Linked DNA regions of Mus musculus: all the other regions are linked to region 1. A link is a contact called in public Hi-C and Micro-C data. All regions are on one chromosome and are shown on one strand. The core of a region is the stretch at or near the end of the contact, and the rest is flanking DNA. Distances in the headings are between cores, read along the strand shown.

The links. A called contact is a pair of places that touch in the nucleus more often than the background predicts.
Region 2: a Hi-C map of microglia shows a contact between it and region 1, with 3 times the contacts expected there. The contact joins the enhancer-like site here to the promoter of Atp1b3 in region 1. A contact is called at or near these places in 14 of 39 promoter capture datasets (the 3T3-L1 cell line, 3T3-L1-derived adipocytes, the C10 cell line and 10 more), 1 of 15 datasets of contacts at CTCF or cohesin (the NIH/3T3 cell line), 32 of 484 Hi-C or Micro-C datasets (the AML12 cell line, the N1E-115 cell line, Sertoli cells and 20 more), 20 of 115 datasets of contacts at active chromatin or transcription factors (the 230-238 cell line, bone marrow-derived macrophages, craniofacial prominence and 12 more) and 4 of 9 other capture datasets (adipose tissue, liver, macrophages and 1 more).
Region 3: a Micro-C map of embryonic stem cells shows a contact between it and region 1, with 4 times the contacts expected there. The contact joins the promoter of Tfdp2 here to the promoter of Atp1b3 in region 1. A contact is called at or near these places in 7 of 39 promoter capture datasets (the C10 cell line, cranial neural crest, frontonasal cranial neural crest and 4 more), 3 of 484 Hi-C or Micro-C datasets (embryonic stem cells and muscle stem cells) and 2 of 115 datasets of contacts at active chromatin or transcription factors (effector CD8 T cells and memory CD8 T cells).

Annotation. Positions count from the first base shown.
Region 1 is chr9:96,362,539-96,367,132 of GRCm38.p6, reverse strand. Atp1b3 (ATPase, Na+/K+ transporting, beta 3 polypeptide) reads left to right here and starts at 2,702. Exons shown (of 7, transcript NM_007502.5): 1 at 2,702-3,087. The coding sequence starts at 2,979.
Region 2 is chr9:96,542,227-96,546,820 of GRCm38.p6, reverse strand. Rasa2 (RAS p21 protein activator 2) reads left to right here. Exons shown (of 24, transcript NM_053268.2): 20 at 492-574; 21 at 1,024-1,232; 22 at 1,930-2,033; 23 at 2,356-2,542; 24 at 4,346-4,594. The coding sequence ends at 4,376. Among named protein-coding and RNA genes, the nearest start is that of Gm28729, 19 kb to the right of the region's middle. Within about 2 kb of position 2,365, at least 67 of the 459 cell types and tissues checked have an H3K27ac peak or open chromatin away from gene starts, as enhancers often do. A contact at or near this core is called in adipose tissue, bone marrow-derived macrophages, cerebellar granule neurons and 8 more, where this site is marked.
Region 3 is chr9:96,194,197-96,198,790 of GRCm38.p6, reverse strand. It overlaps Tfdp2 (transcription factor Dp 2), which reads right to left and starts at 2,516. Exons shown (of 13, transcript NM_001184706.1): 1 at 2,231-2,516.

The DNA of each region.
Region 1 (4,594 bases), core at 1,453-3,952:
ATAGGGGAATTGGTTTTCTCATTTATAAAATTAGGCAAATACTTCTAGATTTAGTTGGTTTTTGTGTGTGAAAATTATGAAATAAATCACACTTGCCACCTAGCCCAGGGCGAGGATCTCAGTGATCTACTCGAGATCATTATTACAGTGAGAGTCATATGGGTAGGTAGGGCTGTCAGATTCAGCAAATAAAAATACTGAATAATGAGCTAAAGTTGAATTTTACCTTCCATCCATAATTAATCAATCATAAAAACAAAATGAAAATAAGGAGCTGGCTCAGCAGTTAAGAGCACTTGCTGCTCTTCCAGAACCCACGTTCAATTCCCACTGCTTAAATGACAGCTCACAACTGTAACTCCAATTCCAGGAGATGCCCTCTTCTGTCCCCCATGGGCACTGTACACGTGTTACACAGACAGTGCAGGGAAAACATCTACACATATATAAAAAAAAAGGGGGGGGGGAATTAACAATACAAGATGTTCATCTCTCAAATTCAAATTTATGTATCTTGCTTTTTTATCTTGGTAAAGCAATTTCTCTTGTAAAGCTACCTACAAGGAATATAACTGACCAAATTTGATATTCCATCTGCTCATATTTGGCAGGCTAATATCCCAAGATAATCAGTGTTTACTCTTCCAGGCCATGCTCAATTATCTCGGAACACAGAAACAAAGAGGTCCCATATTGTTCGAGTATAGTATTTTTGCCAAATTGAAATCCGTTGAAACTGACTGCCATACTGACTAAACTAGCCATGAGTTTTCAAAGTGTTTACTGAATTATATTTGTATTTAAACCCTTATTTAGAAAAACCACAGAACACTAAGTATAAAAGCTGTATTTATGGCTATTAAAAACACAGAGACTGAAACTCTCAGCTGGCCACTAACATCTTTGAAATGTCATTTCATAACATTGTTTTCTATGTATTAGGTAATTATTTCTTAAAGCATGCTTGTTATACATGCACACACACAAAATAAGCAGATATATTTTTATATTTTATCCCAGATAGATGATGTATCTTTCATCGGTTTGCATATATAAAAAGCTCATAGTTAATCCTATCAGTATTCTAGCTACCCTAGTGTGCAGTTCAGGTTTTGAGGTAAAATTATTTCCATTCCTTAGCTTTTAGCCTTACCTATAATCTAGAGAAGCATTCTAGGCTTCTTGTGTAATATTTTGGTATTTCTAAAATCAGCTTCATGTCAAACTCTACAAATTGCTTCTGAAAATTTTTTTGGTGTTATTAGACCAAAAAAGTAACCGGAGGCAGAGAGAGGTGAGTGCAGGCCTTTAAGTCACAGCACTCCAGAGGCAGAGGCAGCACTCTGTGATCTGGAAACTAGCCTGGTCTGCAGAGTGAGTTCCAAGGCAGCCAGGGCAACACAGAGAAACCCTGTCTTGGAAAACAAACAAATAACTGGAGGGCGGAGGATGTAGTTCAGTTGGTGACATGCTTGTCATGTGCATGGTCCTTGGTTCCCTCCTCTCCCAATAACCCTAACCCCAGAAAAACAACAGTTGAAAACAAACAAAAATCCCCTGTAAATCAGGCATGGTAGCACATGCCTGTGATCTCAGTACCCAGGAAGTCGAGGCAGGAGGACAAGAGTGTGGGATACACAATGTCAAGTCAGCTGAAGCTACACAGCAAGATTCTGTCACAAACAAAACCAAACTGGATTTTGGATAGTCATAAACGTATGGGTGGGCGTGGTTAATGAAATTATTGCAAACAAAATGGGATTGCATTTATTCATTCATTATTGCTATTTAACAGAGGTTATTTAACATCTCTTTTCCGGAAACAAAAACAAAAAATCAAAATAACCTCACCTTCTGTTCAAACTTCCATTTTGAGTCTTTTAAAATCCCATTTATGGTGTTTCAGAATTTCAGAATGCAGCCTGAATTCCTGGCTCCGCCTAGGCGTAGCGGCCACCAGTGGCAAAGAAAACACCAGCCGAGTGGTTCAGGCATCTATCCCTAACTCTAACAACCTTAACCTTGTACTCCATCAAGTATTGTAGTTAACAATTGGAGTGACCGAGCCAGAAAAGAAAAAAAAAAAAAAAAGCAAGGCTTTAGTGAGCGGAAATCTTGGGAAAATATTTATATTGATTTCATTGATATGCTCGACTGAATCTGGAGAAAAAGTATACTGTACTCCATTTGGTTAACGATAGCATATTTAGAATAAAACTGCCATGACCCTCAGGCAACCCAAAAGCAGCTAGTCCACACTAGACGCTACAAACGCTGCCCGAGGCCCTGCAGCAGGTGCCGTTTAAAGACGTCACAGAGCCCCAAGGAGAACGCGCCACGGCGTATTGCAGAAGGCTCCGGGGCCAAGTATGTGCTCCAGGCTTTGACCACTAAGTCTCAGGCTGGGCTTCCACTAAGCCCAGCCACGGCCTGGGCTTCCAGTGGAGAGCGCTGTAGCCTCCTACGCCCACCTTCCTCGGGCCACCACCCTGCCGGTCAGTGTGCCCGGCAGACTTCCGCCCGCAGCCCCGCCGCGCTGGCTTCCTCGCACCTGGGCGGGGGCTACAGGGGCAAGTAGCCCGGCTGGGGCGTGGCTTGGCTGGGGGCGTGGCTCTGGCGTCAAGGGCGGACCTTGGAGATGTGGGCGTGGCGTGTTGTCGGGGGCGGGGTCATCCGGGCGGCTCTGGGCCTTTGGGCCGCGCCCAGCCGGGCGGGAGGCAGCGGCCGCGGTGCGCGCCAGCGGCGCGGGGATTGGCTGCGGCGGGCGGAGACGTCAGGCTCCCGGGGCCCCTGCGGCCGCCCGGCGCGGCGCGGCGCAGTCGGCTCTAGTGGTCTCGTAACGAAGAGTTGTTCCCGGCCGTGCCGTCCTCCGCTGTTGTCGCTGGGCTGCGCCGCCGCCGTCGCCAGGACGCGCCGCCGAGCCCCTCGTCGCCTCCAGCCCCGCGGCCTCCGTTCACCTCGACTTCCACACGCCCATCATGACGAAGACTGAGAAGAAATCCTTCCACCAGAGCCTGGCCGAGTGGAAGCTGTTCATCTACAACCCGAGCAGCGGAGAGTTTCTGGGGCGCACCTCCAAGAGCTGGGGTGAGCGCGCGGCGGGGCGGGCGGCGCGGCGGACGGCCCCATTCATTGCGGGCGGCCCGGCGGTCCGGCTCCGAGGCTGGGCGGCCGCTTGGCCAGCCCGAGCGGGGCACACGTGCTGCCGGTTCCCGCCGCGAGCGGCGCCGGAAGCGGGACCGGCCGGCCGGGCCGGGCCTCCTTTGTAGGGCGCGCGCCCTGGAGGCGCGGGCCGCGCGGACTGGGGAAGCCGGACCTGCCCCTCGCCTGCCTGGGGAGAGGAAATTTCCACTGCCCGCTATCTTGTGACTCGGCGGCGCTGCCACCCAGACGGCCGGGACAGTGCGGGCGAGCTCCGGGCGTGTGTGGGTTGCAGGGACGTGTGACGGGGAGTTAATCACTGGGGCACATTGTCCGCGAAAAAGCACTTGAATTCCGACTGAGAAAGGCCGGCTCCGAGAGGGCTTCTTCCTCCTCCTCCTTCTCCTCCTCCTCGGAGATCACAGCGCTTTTCTGCCTTGCAGATTTTGCTTTGGGGAAAGACGGTCCTATTAAACACCCCCTCCTCCCGTACCTTCAAAACATCCGAGTGGTGGTTGAATGTTAACAGATTTTCTCTGTGCGAACTCATTGTTTTAAAACGAAATAGTGAATCCGAGTTGATCGGTCTTCTGGGTTTTGTGCTGCTTTTAAGGTGAGGGGTCAAAAAAAATGTTAGTGAAGGTGGACAAGTGTATTCCATTTATTGCCTTTCTATTTAGACAATTTTACCTTTTTGAAATCCTTTTTTAAGAGTATTTTGTTAATGGGTAAGGACAGATTTTTTTTTTTCCATTCTGAGTAAGAATGGATTTTTAGAGCTGAGAGCCGTTGGGGCATGGCATTTTTAAGAGAAGCATTGAAGACCATAAGTGAGATATGGCTCACAAAATGACTTGTTCACTGAAGTGAGCTCCTCTAGGGTGCAAGGCTCTTTGACACTCTATCACAAGCTGAAAGGAGCCATGGAAGGTTTGGGGGGTTTTGTTTTGTTTTCTTAAATTCCAACCTCTAGTTCAGAAATGAAACCCAGAGGTTGTGATTCTTTGTAAAATTACATATTCCATGGGGCCAAGAAAAGAGCCCAGTCTCCTTTAATCCCAGTCCAGTGGTTGTATTATTTTACGTATGCCTTGCCTGACTGCCCAGTAATCATGCACAATTTTTATTTAAATTGCTGTCTTTTCTTGAGAGCTCTGTATGTGCTCAAGAAATAAATCTTCCACCGCGGTTAAAGGGAGAAGGATGAAGATAATTGCTTGTTTCCAGAGAGCACTTTGAACTGAAGAGATTTTTGGGTGGTGGAGAGAGGTTCATTTTTGTAAGCTGCCTTTTGCCTTTCTCTCTTGCCTTCTCACTTCTAGAGTCCATTATCTTTACTTCGACGGTAGGGCTTCTCCTGCAGGATCTTCCTGTGGCCTCGACTGACCTCTGATTAACTAATTGTTGGTGGCCCTCTTGCCTCAGTCACTTACATGAGTGGACCATCATGGCA
Region 2 (4,594 bases), core at 1,116-3,615, 180 kb before region 1:
CTGCCACATAATTAGTGTTGCAAATTTGTAATAGCATAGAAAATAATTGTCCATATAAAGATCAAACTTAGATGCTTTTCCTTGAAAATATTTTCATTTATGTGTTAAAAGGCAGGGACATTCCTTTACATTAAACATCAAAATTCTCTTTCCGGGCTGGAGAGATGGCTCAGCGGGTAAGAGCACTGGCTGCTCTTCCAGAGGTCCTGAGTTCAAATCCCAGCAACCACATGGTGGCTCACAACCATCTGTAATGAGATCCGATGCCCTCTTCTGGGGTGTCTGAAGACAACTACAGTGTACTTATAATTAATTAATTAATTAATCTTTTTTAAAAAAATTCTCGTTCCATATTATACATAAACCATCCAGAAGTCTATTGTGGATGCATATGCTTCTATCAGCTAGTGGAATTAGCCTTGCAGAATTAACATCTCATCTTTATGGTTATTACAGTAATTCTTTTAATTTTGTCGTCTTTTATTATTTAGGCAAAGATGCAATTTACACTATTCCAGTAAAAAATATTCTTGCTGTGGAAAAATTGGAAGAAGGCTCTTTCAACAAGAAAAATGTAAGTTGCATAAATATTGAAGCATTTTAAGTCATCAGGTGTACGTAATTTTGGTATCTACCATTCAGGTCTCTCAATAATGTCCCAAGTTAGGCCACTCAGCTGGTGCAGGACCCTCCAGTCCCCAGGATGACATCTCTGTTCCTTAGCATCTCCTCACTAACTTGTGGTTCCCCCAGGTTCTCCTGCATCTGAAATTACCTTTTTGTTCTTATGCAGACAGTGGCCTCCTCTGCACTTGTATGGCATCTGCAGTCTGTATTGTTCTGCTTAGCCCCATTGGCTAAGATGATCTTTGGTACTGACCTGCTTACTGCACCAATTCATTCCGACACATTAGCAGACATTTCTTAGCCAAGCAATCCAGGTCTCCTAAGTGCTTTTTCTTTTTGTATAGTATATGTTGTTTTTAAGGTTTCTCTAACTTTTTATTTTAATTTGCAATAAAGATGTTCCAAGTGATACATACAGAGAAAACGCTGTACATCCAAGCAAACAACTGTGTGGAAGCCAATGAGTGGATAGATGTCCTGTGCAGGGTGAGCAGATGCAACCACAACAGGCTCAGCTCTTTCCACCCCTCAGCGTATCTCAACGGAAACTGGCTCTGCTGCCAGGAGACGAGTGAAAGCACACCAGGCTGCAAGCCGTGCACCGCGTGAGTAACTCATGACTGCATGCGGGCGTGGGTGTGAGAGCATGACAGACGCTATGTAGAAGTAGCTGGACAGAGGCCGCACGGTGCTGAAGACATTTCTATAAACCGTGTCTAGAAAGGCTTGGGTTGTTGCCCAGTGGTAGAGTGTCTCTCTCACCTGACACACACAGGGGCTTTGGTTTAATTCTAGTACCACAAAAATTAAAATACAGAGAGTAAGTAAATTTCTATAGACACAACTGTAAGTTAGTGGTGCCCAGGGGCTAGATTGATGCATTGTTCGGTGAACAACTATAGGTTATATATATGTTTATTGGGACTGGGGAGCAGTTAGTGCTTGTTGTTCTTGTAGAAAGAAGACTCAAGTTTAGTTCCAAAACCCATGTGACACCAGCTCCAGAGCACAGATCAGATACCGTCTTCTAGCCTCTGCAGAGGCATGTATAGGCACGCACGCATGCGCACACACACACACAGATATACACATATACATTAAAAATATTTTTTATGATTTTACTTCAAAATCTTTTTCAAGACTTGAGTCCTTAACAACCAGACCTTGTGATCCTGTTGAAGTATCTCGGAAACTAATTTCTGAAGCCGCTTTTAGAAAATTCTAATTCTAGTTTTAGTCTTGATTCATTTCTAATGTTAACAAAGAATTTTTCCAATGTCTTTAATTTTCTTCTTATCATAGAGGCATCCCTGCAGACATCCAGATAGATATCGATGAAGACAGAGAAACAGAAAGAATTTATTCTATTTTTACCCTCAGTTTACTTAAGCTGCAGAAAATGGAAGGTAAACAAAATGAAACCATTAGTTTTCATTATTAATTTCTAGGTTATTTCTTTGACTTTTTAAAAAGTTAAAAATATTTATAGATTTCCTGTTACTGATAGTGAAGTTTACAAACCCTCAAAGGAGGCATTAATCTTTATCTATTCATGAAATTAAATAATTATTCTTTGTAAATGTGATTGTTCAGTAAATTGTTATAATACAGTCACCTGTGCTCTTGTCAAAGAAACTCACTTAAAAACTTCAAAGTTTTTTAAATTACACTACAGATTACACTTGTGGAATTTAGTTTTCTGATCAGAGATTTCACTGTTCCTTACAGAGACCTGTGGGTCTATAGCTGTGTATCAGGGGCCACAGAAAGAACCTGGTTATTCTAAGTTCACCATTGAGGATTCTGTTGCAACCTTTAAGACAATTCAGCAAATCAAAAGCACCATAGAGAAGCTCGATGAACCTCATGAGAAATACAGAAAGAAAAGATCGAGTAGTGCAAAATACGGAAGCAAGTAAGTCTCCTGGGCTCTGCTCCCGCCTATCAGGGCCCGCGCGTGCGCGTGCGCGTGCGCGTGCGTGCCTCCCCCACTCCCTCTCCTGGTCGGCCGCCGCAGGCCAGCCATCCTTTCTGTCAGTGCTGAGCGTCATCACTGCTTTGAATGTCGTGGTCAGTTGTAATTCACTCTGAATAATTCATAGCTTTTTCTTTTTGTTGTCTCCTTTATATTTCTCACAATATGTTATATTTATAATAAATACTAAAAAAAAAAAAAAAAAGTAAGCCATAACAGTGCATAGAAGCATTTGAAGGTTGGTTTCAAGTGCTACATCTCAGATGAAGAGAATGCGCTGGCTAAGGACAGCAGCAGCTGGCATGCCGTGGGACGTGTTCCTCTCAGGACACCGGCAGCTGGATTCCTCCCAGGAGCCGTAGCAGACTCGAGGGAGGTTTTCAGTCTCCACAGTGAAGACCAAGCTAATCCAGTGGGTTAGTGCATCACTGAGCACTGTCACTGAGATGCGGTCATTGTCACTGGGATCATCTAAATCTCGCCTTTCTTCTTCTCACCATCAGAGGAGCCACAGTAGCTCAGAGCCCCATTGTCTTCTTTAAGATAATGTTTACAGGGAGAAAAAGAAAAGACTCTTTCCTCCCTAGTGTGAGGAAAGAAATGTGTCAGCTGTAACCCTCCAGCACTCTCTGACACGCAGCACTCAGTGTGACCAGGGACCTGCTGGCAGTACAGTAGATGGACTGGCAAACAACAGTGTCCTTCACGGTGTCTGCTGGCAATGCAGTGTCTGCTCCTGTCATTGATGCTCATACAGCCTAGCATGGTTTCATTCCTACTTTACAGGTAGAAAATTAAAATGCACAAAGATAGTGTTAGTGTGAGGACTCCAAGTCCTTGCTACACTATTTTAAATAGTCTTATGTTGGTCGGTACTTTTATATTTCTGAATAAGAAAAATCAATTTTGTGGATATAAATACATTCTTCCTTGGTAGAAAGCTTGGCACATTATGAAGGTTGTATTGTAAACATCTTAATTCTGTATTTTCTTCTTTAGTATAATTGAGTATCTTCCAACAAAAGTTAATCTAGTTTTCCTGAAGTCCTTTGAAGTTCCTAGCCAAGGCTTGGCCATTCTTAAATTGTACCTTATAATCCATGCATACCATACCCTGATCAACTTTGATTTTCTCTATTAAAAAATACAAACTCAGGGCTAGAGAGATGGCTCAGCAGTTAAGAGCACTGACTGTTCTTCCAGGGGTTCTGAGTTCAATTCCCAGCAACCACATGGTGGCTCACACCCATCTGTAATTGGGATCCAATGCCCTCTTCTGGTGTGTCTGAAGAGAACAACAGTGTACTCATATAAAATAAATAAATCTTTTAAAAAAAAAAAAGCACTCAGCTGCTGATGGCACTGTTGCCCACTACCCCTGCAGTGTTCTTCACACACATTTTCTTTCTTTCTTGGGGGAGGGCGGGCTTGGGCTGGGAAAGTAGCTTGGTATTAGTGTGCTTGCCTGGGAGCCCAGGGAGGGCAGGCAGGCATCAGTGAACAGCAAACCCCCTCTTACACTTCCTGTACCATCATGTGAGCTGTGTGCATGCTGTGTCTGATTTGTTCAGTGCTGTACCATTAGCTTCTAGAATAGAACTTGAAATATAGTAAGTGATCAATAAGACTTGTCAGATTAATAAAACAAGACTCAGCATGAGCAGTCAAGGAAAATTAAAAGTGTTCAGTGGGTTCTGTGTATGTCACATTGCTAATTTGTGTATTTCTTTTATTGTTTTGTAGGGAAAATCCAATTGTTGGAAAAATATCATAGTTTGACCAACTGATGGAGAACTGGAAAATACTCTTTTTCATCAAGTTTTTCAGTTCACCCCGTTTTGTTCATAGTATGTAAGAATGGACATCGGCTTTGATGATACATGCTGTCTGTCATAATGTATAATATTTAATGATTGAAATTAACTGTTTGGGGATCCTGATGCTGATGTGTGTATTACTAAAGAATTTGAAACCCAAGATTTCCTCCATAGC
Region 3 (4,594 bases), core at 1,267-3,766, 170 kb after region 1:
ACAAACAAACAAATCTTTTAAAAGTATAAAAATAAAAGTTATCTTGCAAACCATTTCTAAGGGTTCATTAGCCTTCAGAAATCCTTAAAGTCCTGTTATCACAGGTTAAGATAGAAAGGTATTAAAAAGCAAGTACATTTAGTTTTGGGGGGAGGTGTAGGGGGTTGTTTGTTTGGAGGAGGGCACAGGTGTGGAACAGTCAGAGGATAACGTTCAGGATGAGCTCTGTCCATCCACACTGTGGATCCCTGAGACAGACAGAGATAAGGTCAGCAGACTTGGAGACAAGCACCTTTACCCACCGAACCATCTCGCCAGCCCCAATTTATAGTTAATCATCTTTAAAACCCTTACAACCCCCAATCTAGTTTCTTCTGAGGGCCATCATGACACATACCAAAGTAAACCTAAAAGATGAAGAAAGGAGTGCACAGCCTATTTCAAAGTGAGGTCTTGTTACTGCTGTTTTATATTTCCGGGGCTGGGCGTCAATCTAGGTTTAGGTAATTACCCTACCACTGCGCTATTGATGCCCCAGCCCTCAAACCGTACTGGAGGTCAGTTAAGAATTTTGGCTGCAAGGGTAAAACCTGCACACGGCAAGGACTACATATTCGCAAGGGGCGAGGGAAGGGAATTACGGCCACAAAATAGTAATATGAATAACTAAAACTACTTTACTATGCCTGGAATTAAGGCAACAGAAGGGTTTACTAAGTCTCGGGACTTTCTTAACAAATGTTAAGTGCTGCATTCCTGACTCTGCAACCACATGCCAGCACTGGCTACTGACACCATATCTGCCATAACACTAAACTAGTTCCAAGGCACAAGATGTTCTAAAACTAACTCTGCCCAGAGCCAGTACACAAGCGTGACAGAACCTGGGGTCTGGCCGGCGCCTTTATCTCCTGATGCAATTTGAGAATGGACACTTACATGAATTCCAGCAATGGGATAGTGGTAAAGCCTTAGTAAATCGTAAGATAATCAGTGACTGGAAGAGGCAAGATGCAAAACAAACATTTTATACTCAACTTTGAATTCTGCCACAGTGGAAAAGAGGCTAATGACTTAAACCATACTGCCTAGTTACGATGACTTCAAACCATTAGGAGAACAGAAAACAAATGACCCAGAAAAATTCTAAGTCAAATGAAACACAGCAGCTGGCTCTGTAGAGGGGTGTTTTCTAACCTGTGGGTCATGACCCCTTTCTAAAGGGAGTCGTTCTTGCCTAAGACCATCGGAAAACCTAAATATTTACATTGCAATTCATAACAGTAGCAAAATTACAGTTATGAAGTAGCAACAAAATGCTTTTATGGTTGGGGTCAGGTCACAGCATTAGGAAGGTTGAGAACTGCTGGCCTAGAGGAGGCAGGATAAGGGGTTGGAGCCCCTTGAGATGAAAGGAGGAAAGACAGAAGTCGCCAAAGGCTCAAAGGTACTTTCAACGAATGCTATGGAAAAAGAATGCAAAGTAAACATTTTGCTAGGCCAGGCTACAAGCCTGGTAACGATTTCAGCCGAAAAGGTGAAACAACATGGGGTCCAGAGTCTCCTCCAGCATCCAGGGTTACGTTATGCATTTAGTAGAAGTGAGCTTTGTTTCAAGTGCATTCCGGAGATTAGCCCTTTTCTCTCTCCCAACACCCTCCCCGTCCTCGCATAGGCAGATGTGGCTCACAGATGAACAAACTGAGCCCACACAAAGCACCGGAACACGGGCGAGTGAGTGTCCACGCACTTCACTGTGCCACCTCTCGGCGGAGCCCACAGTCACTTTCCCGCTGCTCTGTGCACAGCAACCAGGGCCTTGTGCAGAATTCCTCCCAGAACTTGGGCCGAGAAAGTAACCTCTACTTGAAAGGAAAAGTTCTCTTGGGGGAACCTGGGGGTCTTCCAGGTAGGGAGAGCTTTGGAACTCTGCAAAAGCACCCCGCAGAAACAGACTGGAGGATGGTGGATCACGAAGGGAGGAGGGAAAGTCAGAAGATCTGAGTGAGAAGCCCAAGTCAGCCCTTGCCCTTCCTGATCCCGGGTGATGGCGAGCCCGCGGGCTCCGGAGCCTCATCAGGTATTCCAGGGTTGCTTGGCCCCGCTGCAGAGAAATCCTGAGGACAAGCTGAGACTCCCGGGACAGGGCAGGGGAGAGCCGGCCGGCGGGGGGCCACGCCCGGTCCAAAGGCCCCTGGCGCGCAGGCCCGCGCCCTTTCCGGGACCTTACCGCAGCTTGGTGCAGAGGGGCCGCCGCCGGTCCACACAGCCCTCGGCCCACTCCCGGGGAGACGCTTCTTCGCGAGCCGCCGCTCCTCAGGCAGAGCCAGGTCCGCTCGGAGCAAGCTCCCGGCCGCGCAGCCGCGGTCTTCGCGCGCGTCGGAAGCCTGCAGTGCAGGAAGGGTCAAGGCGCGCCCCGCGTGCCAGGCAGCGACGGCCGCACAGCCCAGCGCGCCCGACGCCGTCCGCCCTCAGCGACACGGCCGCGGCGGCGCCGCTTCCCCCGCGCTCGCTTTGGCGGCGGAGCAGCACGGTGAGCGCCGATTGGCCCTCGGCTGGCATGACGCGCGCCGACGCTCTCCACGGATTGGCCGGGCCGCAGTGCGTGTAGGGAGTAAACAAAACCCGCCCCCAGGCTCGCCCCCAGGGCCAGAGGCGGAGGTGGGCGGCGGGCTTGCGGGAGCCTGCCCTGGTCTTTTGACCTCCAAAGCCACTCTCCGCTAGGGGCCGCCCTGAGGCTCTGCCTGCCGCTGGACCCCTGCCACCTAGAGGGCAGCCAGGCTCGCCCTTCCCCCTCCACCACATCAGCCCCTCTCCTCACCTCCACCCACCACCTCGCTTCTCTCAGCTCTAAAGTATGGTTCTCTTTTCCATCCCATCTCTCGGAAAGAAACCGGAACTAGGTCCTTACATCTGGACCATAGACCTCTGATGGGCCACTGCTCCAGGAACACTCGGAAGGCAGAGGGATAAGTGACCCTGAGGCCACACGTGGACCACTGTGGAGGTTGGTCATGCTTCAATTCCTGGGAAAGTGTAGCAATAAATTAAGGCCAGATGCCTTAATTTCGAAGTTGAACCGAAAAAGTTGGAGGCACACACTCTCAAATACCCAGTCATTTATTAAGAAATTCAGGTTGGCTTAGTGGCTCATGTCTTTAACCCCAGCACTCCTGAGGCAGACACTAGCATATCTCTTTAAGTCTAAGGCCAGCCTAGTCAACACAGTGAGTTCTGAGCCAGCCAGGGCTAGACACTTTGACCCTGCCCCCACCCCTCCAAAAAAAGGTGTTTCCCCCTTTCAAGTGCATGGATCCTGTATGAACTGTAGCTAATGTGGACGTTTGGAAGTAAGATAAGAAAATCCGACTTTAAAATACTTTGATCTTTTTCATTTTAATTTCCTCATAGCTCTATGAGCCAAATACTATTTATGATGCTAGGGCTGTGTGTACAAAAGAGACAAAAATTCTTGGCATAATTGAGCTTATGTTCCAGTGAGGTAGGAAAGATGCTTCTTAAAGTTCTTTAAAAAAAAATTCAGTGGTGTGATAAGGGAAACAACTCTGAGAGGGGGCTATTGATGTAAATACCAGCCCCAGAGTGTCAGCTCATGGTCTGGGTGGCAGAGTCGGGAGTTTAGACCAACTGAGTCTACATGAGATCCTTTCTCAAAAACATTAGATAGATAGATAGATAGATAGATAGATAGATAGATAGATAACAGTGAGATCCTTTCTCAAAAAATGATGATGTACATAGGTAGAAACTAAGGCAAGCAGACAGAAAAAATGCATAATGAGGTGAGGAAGCCAAGAGCAAACACCCTTGGCTTTCTCTTTGGAAGATTTGGAGACTATTTCTAGACAATTGTTATGGGTAAAATCCCAAAATTCCAAACATACAGTAATCCAAAAGTCTCAACTGAATGATTGCCTTTTGCACTGACAAGTGAATGTGGATTTATTTAATTTCCGCAGGAAACGTTGTTAAGGTATTGTGTTAAGCTTATTTAATAAATACTTAGCATGCTAGGTAATCGTGGTGAGCACCGTTAGTCCCAGCACTTGGGAAGCAGAGGTAGGTAGACCTCTGAGTTTCAGGCCAACCTAGCCTACAAAGTGGGTTCCAGGACAGCCAAGGATACACAGAGAAGCCCTGTCTCAAAACAAACAAACAAACAAACAAATTAGCAATCCTAGCATTAAGGATAAAAAGTCAGCATGACAGAAATAAGTCTTTACTTCAATCCAGTAGTGAAAAATTATGAAGCCCCTCAACATGTGTAGCCACAAGAGAGGCTGGCACATTAAATGTTTGGGTTAATGTGGAGAAAGGAATGCCCAAAATCTCATTACTTGTCAACTAAACACTACATGCCCATGCTAGAATGGGGTGGGGGTGGGGATATAAAAGTGTAGAGATCAAAGGACAACTTGCAGGAATTGATGCTTGTCTTCTACTGTGTGGGTCTTGAGGATTAACATAATGTTTTCAGGTTTGGAAACAAACGGCTTTACCCTCTGATTCATCTTACCATATTCCCTTAATTTCTTTCTAAAATGAAAACTTGAAGACAAAATTTCATTTGAAC